2 separate regions of the Hordeum vulgare genome follow, and region 1 is linked to region 2. The links are chromatin contacts, called in public Hi-C maps. All regions are on one chromosome and are shown on one strand. Each heading gives the region's core, a stretch centred on a gene start, on an enhancer-like site or on the middle of the called end of the contact. The rest is flanking DNA. Distances are from core to core; before and after follow the strand shown. Region 1 holds the start of LOC123442625 (GTP-binding protein YPTM2-like). Region 2 holds the start of LOC123442623 (protein NRT1/ PTR FAMILY 8.2-like).

The links. Hi-C and Micro-C count contacts between places; a contact is called where the count stands out from the background.
Region 1: a Hi-C map of seedling shows a contact between it and region 2, with 1.8 times the contacts expected there. The contact joins the promoter of LOC123442625 here to the promoter of LOC123442623 in region 2. A contact is called at or near these places in 2 of 6 Hi-C or Micro-C datasets (leaf and seedling).

What each region holds. Positions count from the first base shown.
Region 1 is chr3H:19,143,428-19,146,225 of MorexV3_pseudomolecules_assembly, reverse strand. LOC123442625 (GTP-binding protein YPTM2-like) reads left to right here and starts at 1,527. Exons shown (of 8, transcript XM_045118719.1): 1 at 1,527-1,666. The coding sequence starts at 1,653.
Region 2 is chr3H:18,911,865-18,914,653 of MorexV3_pseudomolecules_assembly, reverse strand. LOC123442623 (protein NRT1/ PTR FAMILY 8.2-like) reads right to left here and starts at 1,381. Exons shown (of 3, transcript XM_045118716.1): 1 at 1,167-1,381.

The DNA.
Region 1 (2,798 bases), core at 278-2,777, 230 kb before region 2:
CCGACGATGACCTTAGTGCTCATACAACGAAAATGCGTTTGAATGTACAATCACTCGGAATAAGATGAGAAATATGTTCTTTCTCCCCATGAGGTTTTCCAAAGGTATGCATGTGTGGTTAACGATGGTTTTCTTTCCTTTCAATTTGGTTTTAATTTAATGGATGTTTATTGCAATTCGTATCGTCGCCGGAAAAAAATATGATTGTGCACTACAAATAAAGTTTGCACCAAAAATAATATTTAAGAAGTATTCAACAGCTAAAAATAACATCCTATTTAGATTCTACATATTTTTTTAATCAAATTTCATATATAACATGTTAAAATCGGAGTTACGGTTTAAAAGATATGAATACTTTTGTTTTAGATAAAATGTGGATTGATTAACTGAAAAGTTGGGGTTAAAACAAAAGAAAAACGTTTTGACTGACTTAAAAACGGAGGGCGGGTTAATTACCTGAAACATCAGGGGGTTTTCTGAGAAAAGCAAAAAACGATTCGTTTTCTGACTTAAATCCGGACTGCGGGTTGATTACGTGAAATATCAGGGGGTTTTCTGAAACATTTAAAAAAAAAACGATTCGTTTTTCTGACGTAAAACAAGACTGCGGGTTGATTTCAGCAAACATCAGGGGCTTTTCTGCAAAATAGCCACTACGGACGACAGAAGCCTTAGACGCTTTATTATTATTAGAGAGAGATAGCAAAAGGGCCCAAGCGTTGCAACGGGAGAAAGAAATACCACATGACACACGCTCTTAATTATAAAAAATGTCTATAATTTGAGAATTTATAGTTACGATACAAATAAGGATGGTCTTATCCTACAAAAATGCAGTTCAAAATTTCGCAGGTCTTCTATTTTAACACGGCTTGCATGTAGATTTAATACATACAAAGAATCAATCAAATGACCTTCAGTTTCATCTCTAATCCTGATTTTGTTGACGTGTTCATCCCCAACCCGGATGAGTACCGGTATGAAAGAAAGACGTATAATGACTTATTTATTAAGATTGCACCCTAGATAATATTTTTATTAAACGTTTAACAGATAAAGTAATATCATATTTAAATTCTACATATTTTTCTAATCAAATTCCATGTACAATATGTTAAATTTGAAGTTACGGTTTAAAAGATATGAATATTTAAAAATATATTTAATATATATACTACGAGTTTAATATCATAAACAGTAAGGGTTTTTTTGTAAAATCACATCGATGGGTTTTGCGACGGAAGCGATAACCTTTTTATTATTAGGTAAAGATAAAGATTATAGATATAGATTAGGTAAAGATTTATAATGGGCTCAATTGTATTTATATATTAGAAAAACGCTGACAAAATATGCGATGGTGAGGAAGGGTGCGGCGGCGTGCGAGAGCAGGAGGGCAGGGAGCGAACACACACGTGCACGCGCACGCGCACGCGCACGACCGACCACCGGGGCCCACCTGGCGGCGACACACCCGCCCGTAGACGGCCCGAGAATTCCCCACTTAGAAAAACAACCGTGAGATCAGATTCGGGCAGGGCCGCGGAGGAGTCGTCGTCGAGCTCGATCACCCACCCCCACCCCCACCCCCCGTCCCTCGCCGGCGCCCCGTAGAGCGGAGCGCCCCGCGTCAGGATCCCGACCCCGCCATGAATCCGGAGTAGTAAGTCGCCTCCCCTCGCCTTGCCTCTGTCCGAATGAATTTTGGGGGCCGGTGAGGCCGGGATCTCGGGGGATCTGGCCCCCCTTCGCTCTCGATCCCGGCGGTTCCGTTCCGGGTGCGGCGTGATCTCGGAGTCCACATCCGGCGGATTTCGACCCGATCCTTGGTTTTTGCCATGTTTCGGGGCGCCCCGTTTGGTCACGGGAAAAAAAACCTAGTAGGAAAAGCAGCGCTCGTGTAGCAGTAAGATTAATCTTCCGTCGCTGCGTCTCTACAGGAAAATCCCACAGGTTTCGTTTTCTCTCTCGATCGGCATAGCAGAGGCGACCGAGAGTAATTAGAGCTGCTGCCCTTCCCCAGCTCAAATCGCCGGCGGGGGGAGCCTAGGGAAAGGAAATCCACAGGGTTGTACTACTCTGTTTGGCTGTGGTTTAACCATCTTGTTGCTTTTCGTGCCACTGCCCGACTCCCGTGTTTGGTGGTTCGTTACAACTTACAAGTATGCTTGCTCTTATTAAACTTACTTTTATTAAGGGGTGACTGCGGTGGTAGGCGGGGCCTACCACCGAACTGAGAGCACTTCTCGTTGTTTTTGCGGATATGGCATTGCTGGTTAGCATGTTGGTAGTGTGACCCTGAGAAGCCGAGTGCATCCGTATGTACATTCCACAAGCACGATCAGATGCTTGCTCGATCCGGCCGGTGGTGGTGTTTTTCTACTGTGACGCTTCTGGGTTATAAACATCGACAAGTGTTTTACAGATAAGACACGAAGAGAGAATATGGATGTTGCTTCTGTACCTTATGAATGTACATCATCGTTGATGGTACCGCTCTCTTGGTTAGTTTTGTAGCTGCCGTTTAGCTTCACTATTTCATCTTAATTATGTGTTGACATTGGAATCTGTTACTTGTCTATTCAACTTCCTTCTTTCTTGTCTCTTGAGAGTAACTATTCAAATTTCCTAATGTGCACTCCAGTACTACAACTGAACCAAATTTACTGAATATTACTTTTATGGAATAACAAAATATCTGAATATGCATTGAGCCTCAAGATGTTGATTCTATCTATTTTTGGTATAGTTGTCCTAAACTTATTGCTCAATGTTCTAAGCATGGATATAACAAC
Region 2 (2,789 bases), core at 132-2,631:
AGAGAAGGGAAGCGGACTCTTCGTGAAGAGCCAGCTCTAGCACGTGCTCCTAGGTGTTTTGTGAGAATGAAACGTGGACCATATATAATAAAAGTAGTACTCTTTTATAGCTAACTATTGTACAACCTAGCTGTAAGGTGGGCTATAAGACTGCTTATAGCCAGCAGTTGGCTATACTATTAACCATGCTCTGATGGGTCTTGACGGGAATCTTTGGATCAAACCAGCCGATTAATTAGTAGAAGGAGTAGCAATAATGCTTTGAAACACGCAATCACTTGGGGATCCTCTTCCGCGTGGCAATTAATTACTACTCCTGGTAGTAGTACTATGACGGAGTAGTATTTGCCGGCGACGCACATACGCACGCACGCACGCACGCGGGAGAGGTGTGCCAGCCGCACGTGAGGAAGACGGCCGTGCCGGCTGACCGGAGTTTTGTCAGGGTTGAACAGCACGGCTGAGGTATCTGAATCTGAACCCGAATCTGCATCCATTACGTTACGTACCTTGGCCAGAAGCGGCGGGCGTGTCCCTCCCCGCCCGGCCTGGCAGTCTGTGTGCGCAAGCGCAACGATGTGTGTGTGTGACTGTGGGCGAGCCACCTTTGGATTTGGATTTGGATTTTGAGGCTCCTGCTCCGGCCCGACCGCTACTTATAGCCGGAGACGACGACGTGCTCCGCTGGGTCGTTCGCTGCCTGCCTGGTTTCCCACCGCGACAACGACACACGGTGGCATGGGGGTTAATGCTTCCTGGCTATGCGTAACATGGAATGGACCCCCAAGGTCCAAAAACAACCTGATTGCACATCGCGTCTTCACATGACACTTGATTAACATATACTCACGGAGGGAGTACTTCCTACGTTTTTTGAAAGTTTTATTAAGAGACTACATACGAAGCAAAATAAATGAACATATACTTTAAAGTATACATCGGTATGTAGTCTTTTAATGAAAACTCTACTATAGTACGTATCTCAAAGCTACTAATTGTTACTACTAGTTTGATTGGAATGATCAATACAGTACTGCTCATACGTGCCCCGCGGTAATGAATTATGCATCTCTAACCGAATGATAGTCTGAAATCTTAGGACCGAGAACACAGCCATTAATTCAGAGATGGATGTGCCCCAGCCACGCAGTGTTGGAGGGGGGTACCTCTGTTGGTCGATGCTCGGTGGGCGGCGGCGGCCGGCGTGGCCCTCGGCTGGCCGGGGATCGGTGGAGCCCGGTCGGAGGGGACCTCCGGGCGCCTCAGTCGTCGCCACGCCCGCGCGATTCCCTCTGGTCTGGTCCGAGGCCCTGAGCTCCACCTCCCTCGGTCTCGGTCTCTGTCTCTGTGTGAGGATGGGTGTGAGCCGCAGCCACCTTTGGATTTGGAGGCTCCTGCTTTGACCAGCCCGGTATTTATAGACAGAGCGTCTCGACACTTGCCCAACCAACCAAACTGGCATAAGGAAAAAAAGAAAGGGGGAGCATGCATACCGCATTTTTAATAACTCTGGAAATGAGATGACAGCCGGCCGGCGATACCAGACCACCGGTAAAGTGAACGCGCAGCTCGCTCGGTTCCGGTTCGGTTCGGTTCCGCATGGTTTGATTGATTGGTAGCGTATACGCGCTACTATTACGCCTACTGTACTACTCCCTGTGTTTCATAATATTTGTTGTTGGGGAGAACTAACCTAAACTAGTTCCCCCAACAACAAATATTGTGGTACAGAGAGAGTAGTAGTAAGATGCTGACACACGGGAGTAGTATAAATGAGACGGAGGGTTTTTTCACTTTTCTGATTCACGGGACGTAAAATAATCACAGAACGAACTCGTTTCGAAACATTTTCATGTTTTGACCCTTTCTTAAAACGTCATAAACCGTGACGTTGCAGCTTTTCATAGAAACGCCACTCTATTGTGATGTTGTTGGCCATGTGCGCAACGCCAGTCTACTGTGGCATTGCAGGCCTTATGTGTAACGTCAAGCGCACTCGCGTTTCTGGGCTTTATATCTGCCCACCCCGACCCCCTCGCCCACCAACCACCATTTCTCCTCTTCTCTTGTTCTTCCTTTGACAAAAAAGCTCTCCCTCCTCCTCAAGATCCCCCCCTTCGATCTTCCTCCTCCCTCAACCTTTTTGTTGGTTTTTTGGGGCAACTCTTTGTGATGTTTCTACTTTATATGGGCTATGTGATGTTTGTATTCTTTGTTCTTAGTTGCTTTAAACCAGAACCCGCGTAATGTAGTTTGTATATGGGCTATGTGATGTTTTTACTAGGAAAATGCATAGTTGCAAAATCATGTATGTGAAACGCCAGCCACCTTGGCGTTGCAGCCCACCGCAGAAACGCCAGCCTTCTTGGCGTTCCTTTAAACCAGAAACAACCAACTATGGTCTTCGGCAGCGTTGTCATAGGGCATAGAAACGTCGGGGTGTCCTGGCGGTGCGGCCTATCTCAGAAACGCCAGAGGCCTCGGCATTTCTTTAGACCATAACCTGTCAATTGCGTTCTTCTCCACAACAGCCGGACTAGCATCCTTTGGACACCTGCGAAAATGTCTGTGTATCCAAGAGAACAACACACCGGATGGCCTAGGATCCTTCCTAGTTTCATCAGTCCATTGCTCGGGTTCAACACCAACCAATGCTGCAACCCGTTGTCGCCACCCATCTGACCTTACCTTCCCTGTAAGAGCCCTGCCCTCGATAGGAAGCCCGGTGATCATAGCAATATCCTCCAAGGTTATGCTCATCTCACCAAGAGGAAGGTGAAAAGAGTGCG